2 separate regions of the Drosophila melanogaster genome follow, and region 1 is linked to region 2. Evidence: chromatin contacts called from public Hi-C data. All regions are on one chromosome and are shown on one strand. The core of a region is the stretch at or near the end of the contact, and the rest is flanking DNA. Distances in the headings are between cores, read along the strand shown. Region 1 overlaps nolo (no long nerve cord). Region 2 has its middle 9.7 kb from the start of lncRNA:CR40341.

Evidence for each region. A called contact is a pair of places that touch in the nucleus more often than the background predicts.
Region 1: a contact with region 2 is called in a Hi-C map of the Kc167 cell line, with 2.0 times the contacts expected there. The contact joins two enhancer-like sites. A contact is called at or near these places in 3 of 107 Hi-C or Micro-C datasets (the Kc167 cell line and wing imaginal disc).

The regions. Positions count from the first base shown.
Region 1 is chr2L:21,706,850-21,710,990 of dm6, forward strand. It overlaps nolo (no long nerve cord), which reads left to right. Exons shown (of 19, transcript NM_165396.3): 8 at 3,715-3,844. Among named protein-coding and RNA genes, the nearest start is that of nolo, 25 kb to the left of the region's middle. Within about 2 kb of position 1,427, at least 8 of the 39 cell types and tissues checked have an H3K27ac peak or open chromatin away from gene starts, as enhancers often do. A contact at or near this core is called in the Kc167 cell line, where this site is marked.
Region 2 is chr2L:20,236,252-20,240,423 of dm6, forward strand. No RefSeq gene overlaps it. Among named protein-coding and RNA genes, the nearest start is that of lncRNA:CR40341, 9.7 kb to the right of the region's middle. Within about 2 kb of position 2,495, at least 19 of the 39 cell types and tissues checked have an H3K27ac peak or open chromatin away from gene starts, as enhancers often do. A contact at or near this core is called in the Kc167 cell line, where this site is marked.

The DNA.
Region 1 (4,141 bases), core at 177-2,676, 1.5 Mb after region 2:
TCGAAAATTTTTTCAAAAATTTCGTTTTTTTCAATTTTTTTTTTTAATCGCAATAACATCGTTTGCCCACCCTTTAGAATTTTGAAAAAATTTATACTTAGAAAATATAAGGCTTTTCAGTTTACCTCGGTCTATTCAGAGAGTAAATCGTTTGCCCATCTCTTAAAACCAAATATTATCAACAAAAAACGTTTGCCCAACCATTATTATTAGTTTTTATCGTTTGCCCACCCTTTAAAAAACCTTTAAAAATTTTTTTTTTCGATTGCCCACATTTAAAATACATCCAATTTCGTTAGCCCACCTCTTTAAAATAAAAATTTCCAATAAAAAACGTTTGCCCGCCATTTAAAAATAAATAATTTCGATTGCTATTGATTAATAGCAATATTTAGTTTTAAAAGGTGGGCAATCGAAATTATTTATTTTTAAATGGTGGGCAAACGTTTTTTATTGGAAATTTTTATTTTAAAGAGGTGGGCTAACGAAATTGGATGTATTTTAAATGTGGGCAATCGAAAAATTTTTTTTAAAGGTTTTTTAAAGGGTGGGCAAACGATGAAAACTAATAATAATGGTTGGGCAAACGTTTTTTGTTAATAATATTTGGTTTTAAGAGATGGGAAAACGATTTACTCTCTGAATAGACCGAGGTAAACATAAAAGCCTTATATTTTCTAAGTATAAATTTTTTCAAAATTCTAAAGGGTGGACAAACGATGTTATTGCGATTAAAAAAAAAAATTGAAAAAAGCGAAATTTTTGATTTTCGAAAATTTTCGAACTTTTTCGAAAATTCATATCTCAAAAACTGGACGTGGGCAAAAAAAACTAATTGGTGGGCAAACATGGGCAAAAAATGGGCAAACGATTCCAGCTTTCAAATTTCAAAATTTCGATTTTTCCGACCCCAGCTTCTTTGAGCTGCTGTAAGGCTATAAATTAATAAATAAATGCATACATTATGCCCGCTTTAATAGAACATCGATGTGCGAATAAATATTTGAATAAATCGTGCTGAAATAAATGTTAAAGAGTGATAAAATGGTATACTAGATTTGGTAAAAAGTATGTAACAGGCAGAAGGAACCGACCATATATATTAATATTTGTAATATTAAAGTAATATTTATTTATTATAACAAAGTTAAGTTTATGAGAATTAACACATGTGTAATATTTGACAGACTGAACTTCACGCAACAATGCTTCCATTGTCAACGACTGTCCGACTTGACTAATCGTTTCCGACCGACTTATCCGCTTTTTCACAACTCTTGTCTTATGTGCGTTCTTTTCGACTTCTCTTCTGCAACTTCACGACTTGACTACTTGGCGAAGACTGACCCTCCGACACGACTGACCCTCTGAAGTCCTCGACGACTTCTAAATACTTGACGACTTTAATCTATCTTCAAGATCTGCAACTGCTTCTTCGATCATTGCAGCCAACTGCTTTTCAAATCCAATCGATAGTTTCCTGCAGTGTTGCCGCATGTGTTATCGCGCTGCCATGACCATCATTGTTTACATATACATATATATATATATACGTATCTTCTTGATCTGTCCGTATGTCGGTCCGTCCTTATGAACGTCGAGATCTCAGGAACTATAAAAGCTTGGAGGTTACGACCATGCTGCCACTCCCACTCTAACGCCCACAAACCACCCAAAACTGCACGCCTACATTTTTGACAATTTTTTGGATATTTTTCATAATTTTATATTAATTTTATTTGCCAATTCTTATCTGGCCAATTTTTATCGGTATACCAAAAACAATGTGGCTACCCCCATCCTTTCACCAATAAAACGGTCACGCTAACACATTTAAACCATTTGTAAGTTATTTCTCATTTTATTTATCAATATAAAAATGATGAAATTTCGCGTTCGCATTCCAACTAGCTGAGTAACGGGTATCTGATACTCGGGGAACTTGACTACAGCATTCTCTCCTGTTTTTGTTTGAAATGCATTGCCTTTTTCTCATTTTATTCGCCAATATCTATCGATATCCCAGAATGATATACCAAATGATACAATTTCGACTTCTTATTTCCACTAGGCGAGTAACGGGGAAATCTGATAGTCGGGGAAATAAACTTAGCTTTTTCTCTTGTTCTATTTCTAGTGTCGTTCCGGGTGGTTAACTTACATACTCCAGTGACCTAGTCAATGATGGCTCTGACCGGCTGTAATTACGATGTGTATGTTTTACACATTTTGTGTAAACTTTATTTTGGTTTTTAACATTTAAGTGACAAATGTTAACTGCAGTGCACTGTTGAGTATATGGAGTCCTTAGGGGATTTTCAGCGCTTGGTCCACCCTTTAATTAAGGGTCACAGTGTGGTTCAACTCAGGCTAAAAGGGAGGAGTTGCTAAGAACATCGAAATGCTTTTACTCATGTTTGGCGCTGGGTACCCCTCTTGCACATTTCATGAATTCAATTGGGCTCAATTATCCATTTCTGTTTGGACAACTGCAATTATTTTTTTATTCTATTATTTTATTTTATACGTGACAGGTTATCAAATGTCGGTACGACTTTATTTCATTCTTTTCGAAGAATTTCCGCTTCTAACTAGAGGGGCTCAAAGCTGGGATATCTTTCATCTTATTGCCAACTGTGAGTTTTCATCACTTAGGATTAATAAATTGAGCTAGGCTTTTTATATCAATTGTTTCCGCAAAAGAATCAAAAGCTTATATTTTCTAATGAATTTACAACTGTAAAAAGTATTTAGAACGGCAATAAATACGTGAAGTACCAGTATTAAGAAATGTTTAAATTATTACCCTTTCTTGTAGAAATGTGCTTTCTTGAAAACAAGAAAGGGAAGTTTCTCAGCTAGTGGAAGTGCGGACGCGAAGTTTCAATATTTTTATGGCAGATCAATAGAAATTGGGAAAAATATCAGATACCCGTTACTCAGCTAGTGTAAATGTGAACGCGAATTTGCATAATTTTTCTTGGATATCGATAGATATCGGTGAATAAAATGCAAACAAATTCGTAACCTTTTTTGTAGGTGAAACTAGGGGCGTGGCTTCAGTGGCTTCAAGACAAACAACAAAACGAAGAAAAATCTAAACATTTTTCAAAAGTTCGGCCGTGGCAGTTTTGGACGGCTTTGGGGCGTTAGAGTGGGCGTGGCAATATGGATCGACAAATTTGCGCTGCGTCTTTGAGTCTGTGTGCTGAATCTCAACCTTCTAGGCTTTATAGTTCCTGAGATCTCGACTCGGCTATTAATCATGATCAAGAATATATATTCTTTATATATTCGGAAACGCTTCCTTCAGCATGTTACATCTTTTTTAACGAATCTCCACGAGTAACGGGTATAATAAACGGAATTAAAAAAGTGTAACAGTTTTGGGCGGCTTGTGGTATACGTATACTTTATATACTTTATAGGGTCGGAAACAAACGTTACCCTACAAGTAACGGGAATAATATTACTATACGTACCTTATTTAATCTTTTAAAAATTATTAATATTGAACGCTATCTTTTTTGAATGACTTTAATACTAATGCTGATATAAAAGTGGGCCTTCCCTTATAAGCTACTCCCTTTATTGAACATGAAAAGAAAAAAAAAATTATAATAATACGAGTTTTATCGTTCACTAACAAATTTTCCCTTTTCGCTTTCCGTTTTTTCGGTCTCCACGGATTTTTTTGTTCATCCTATGCCACAGGTTACAAAATGTCCCGTCCAATATGCAGGAATCGCCTAACCAACGCCGATGTCGATGATACGCTCTGCAGCGTTACTAATCGTCCGGAGGCGTCGGTGGAACAATGTAATACACACAGTTGTCCTCCCCGGTAAGTAATATCTTTGCTGGTTATAAACTTATTAAAAAAGCACCATATTCGAAATTTTTAAAACAATATCGAGTTCTTTGGACAGGATTGTCTGATTTAAATATTAGGTTTGAATTTGGATAAGTGATGCGATACTTTTTATACCCGTTACGCGTTGAGTAGATTCGTTGAAAAGTATTTAACAGGCAGGGGGAAACGTTTCCGACCAAAATAAAGAATATTTATTTTTGATTAGGATCAATGGCCGAGTCGAACTGCCCCTGTCCGTCTGTCCTAACCATTTATTTTCCCCACCCT
Region 2 (4,172 bases), core at 1,245-3,744:
TCTGATTTACATAGCCATGGATGTAGGATGTGTGGGATGTGGGATGCAGTGTCCAGGACGCAGGATGCAGGACGCCGGATGCTGGAAGCCATAGATTTAGTTTTGCAGTCGGGCAACAGAGACTTACAGGCCGGATGAAAAGTAATGGGGCAACGTGGTCAAGGTGCGTTCTTCGACTATTAATATCGACTATAAATGAATGACCCTTTATATTGAAAGCTTTAATTATCAATTCTATTTCAAATAGTAAATGATGAAGGCTGTGCTCGCTTAGGCTAATCTACACATTACAAATAGAACTCGTATGTGTCACTTATGCGCATTCGCCAAAAACCTTTCATTAATTAAAACCTAAATTTATTGCTCCATTGGTTTCGTCATAAAACATATATGTTTGAATTGAAAGTTATTTTTTTTTGGTTCTAATATTCAATTTCAAATATTCTACGATATAAATCATGAACAGTGCCCAAGCTTATATTCAACGTGTGTAATTTAAGGCATGCCAGTAGCTCATTAAATTTATTTTCCGAAAACGTTTGCCACTTTCTAATTGCACTTGCCAATGTGGATTGCAATTCGAGTGTCGTGCAATCAATTGGCAATTGGAAGGGCGAATCATATCGAATTTCAGTGGGCTATACGTAAAATACCCCGTAAATCCACCAGCAGTGTCAACTAGACTTGTAGCCTTCTTGATGGCGTCTGCCGTTTACTTTTCACCACAGACTGTGGCTGGTTACCGCAAGGGGAGGCAACCACTCCTGCCACTCCTGATCCTTCGATCCTGCGATATGGGTAGATGGTGCGTGAGCAGTTTGCACTATGCCCAAGTTTGTTTTGCAGATGAGCGTTGGGTGTTGGTGTGTGTGTGTGCGTGTTTGGTTGGAAACAGGGGTTGCCCCGCCCCTCTCGTATCTTCAGAGGAAATTTCCAAAAATTTCGATGCCACACACTCACTGTGTGTGTTGAGGGAGATTGAGGCTGGATTTCGGATGGGCGGTTGGTTAGGTGGATAGTTGGCTAGGTGGATGGGTGGATGCATGTCCTTCAGTTGGCTTTGACTCTCGGCTGGTTGGGCTTCTTCAACCACAAACAAAACCCATCCAAGCAGCTAAACTCACACCCCCAAGACCCGGGCAGCCAGGCTCGAACTGCTCTTTCTACTCGCTCCCGATTCCATTTCCCATTTTGCAGTAGTTAAACTCAATTATTATGCAAAGTCAACAATGTCTATTTGTGCCACCAAAAAGGTGAAGGCGACTGCCAGGAGAGGAGCTCACTGGAGCTCAACAGCAGGGGAACTGGATGCGGATGCGGAATGGGGACTTGAGGTGGTAGGTCCTGGTTTTGGGGAGACTGGGGCCGTACACCCATCACGACCAAATGCATTTAAATACATTTTGATTTGCAGTTAAAGTGAAAACTTGAAACGTGTTCAGAGCTACGTGGTGCGGTTATCTTTCTCTCTGTGTGAAGTGGATTTCGCATGGCATCCAGCTCATCCCACAGAGACGCTCACAGATGACAAATAATTTGTGCAGTTTTATTGAAAATGTTTGACTTTCGTTGCCGGTTTTTGCAATTTGCCCGAAAAACTTGTCGCGATCCGCTTGACTTCCTTGGAATATTGCTGGAGAAAGAGCTGCGGATGGGTAAGACGGCTGTTAAGCTTTTAAAATGGTTATAATCAGGGGTGCTAAAGATATCGCTTGATAAGCTTGCTATCAAAATATTAATCCGACTTGCACTTGAATAAAAGCAAAACACACTTTTCTTTTTTTTTTTTAAATTGATCTACTAAAAAAATGTTTGATTTCATTTAAAGATTTCTGCGTAGTGTTGCTAAGGGCAATCACCATTCGTTGTGGGAGTCATCCGCATCCGCATGTCATTCTGCCCCCTACCATCCTTAGCTAGTTTTGTCTAGTCCCGCCGTACTTCTGTACTTCTGTACTTCTGCTAACAATAAGTTTTTAAGTAGTTTGACATTTGAACTTGCATATACTTTTTGAGCGCAATAAAAATGCGCAGCTATCCGGAAATAAGAGACGCAACAAAACAAATAAGCAAAGGCACAGAATGCCGCCCCCACTTCCGCCCCACTAGCCCCACTTCAGTCGCACTTTCTCCGAGCTCCTCCTTCGAGTGTCCATGCGAAATGATGGGTCTGGGTCTGGGTTTGGGTTTGGGTTTTGGGGGAAGGGGCCAAACTTTGTCAGCGAAAAATTGCGGCGCAGTTTATTGCAAAAGTTCATTACAGTGCAAATGTTGCCAGTCTTGGTTAACAGGGCGGCAGAAAGGGGGAGCGAGGGGACGACAGGACGCAAGGACGAAAGGAAGGGAGCCGGCAACGCCTTTAAGTCTTCTTTGTCTTTTGAGTTGTTTAATTATAAAGTGCGAAAAATGTTTGCATACTTTTCGGCTGTCTGTGACACTGATGAAGAGCAGGTGATGGCGATGCAAACTGGCCCCGCCCCTCACCACATTTCCTACCCCCTGCGTTGCATCCCTTATTTTTGCACTTTTTTGCTATTTACTCCATGAGTAGCGGGCTGTGGCAAAGTTAGTAACTAATTTGCATTTTCTCATCAACGCAGCCCCGCCTGCATAACTAATATGAGGCAGGCAGATTGATGGGGGGTGTGATGGGGGGTGTGATGGGGGGGCAGGGCTTAAAATATTATAAATAGTTTGGCTGCGATTTTGCATAGTTATGCGGGGGATTGGGCAGGAAAGGCAGGAGGCACTGCAGCAGTCGGAAATGGGGGGTCATGGGACACAAGCCGAGGCTGGGCATTAGAGCACACGTCAATCATACGACATGTGGTCCGCTCAGTGCTGGGCAATTTATCATTAGATGTGTTCGAGAGGCTCGGTAGATTCTGCACACTTGATAAATGAAGTTACCACTGCGGTTCCTTACGGATTTTGCCTCGTTTTTTTCGTTCTCGTTTTTTTCGGGCTTTCACTTTTTGTTCGATTTTTGTTAGGGTTTTGTTTTATGGTCGCTTTATGCAAATGAGCGGCAAGAATTTTCCATTTGTAGTTTCCGACTTTGGTTTGCTGTTTTTGCCCTGACTAATAGAATGTCAACTTTGCCTGGAAATGGGATAAAGGTGTTTCACAAACCGGCAAAAAGGTGTTGATTAATGACAAAAGAAGCTGGCCAAGTGAATGTCAATCTGCTGAGTGATTGAAATATCTCAGAGAATAAATAAGACGGTGGATTATAGTGTTGAACCGAGTTTAAGCTAATCCAAATTTAGCAATTAAATTCTTAGGATATTATTCTTCAGCTACAAAAACCAAAAAACAATTCCTTGCAGTTCACTTTTCCCTGAATACCATTTTATATTTGATATATTCAGCTTTCAACAACAGTTTTTCACTTGGGCACAGTTGCCATGGGAAAAAATATACATTTCATTCCATCAATTCCAACCATTCGCTGTCAACTTAAATGTTTATTAAATGTGTATTTTCATACAAGTGGTTAAATCCACTTCGCGTGATTGTCACACAAACAAACTTTTCGTTTTAAAAACAATTTTCCGCTAACAACTGGTCAAAACCTTTTGCCTTTTTTAATTGATTTCGTTGATATCATTTTTTTGACCGACTCATTTCGGTTTACTTTGTTTGGACCGAATAAAATATTCATTTCGCTCAGACCGATTTCAATTTAACGGCTCACGCTTATAAACTCATAACTTTTATGGACTAATTTGCGATGGCTGCGCTTTCCCGCCATCTAAGTGGTCCAACCTGCCAAAGTAAATAAATGAGACCCTAAAAAGTTTACGATTTATACGCGACTTTTGTCGTCTTGCGCCCGCCAATAACTTTTGCCAACAGTATTTTAGCGCTAATTAAATTTCTAAAAGCAAATCATCGTCGGCGGCCATAAGTCATGCATACCAAATGAATTGAGTTCGGCGGATCGGTTGGATTTGGTTTGTTTTTATTAATAATTTCCAAGCTTCCGCCAATTGTTTTTATTTAATTTATTGCGCTACGCGCTCGATTGCTCTCGCCTTCTTACCTATCCAACAGGCCCAGAAGCGTTGTCGGAAAGAGGCAAAAAAAGGTCCTGGCACAACAGGTGTTCAAGGAGCAGGCTGCCGAGGCAGGCAATCAAAATGCCACGGCATACACTAATCAGCTTGAGG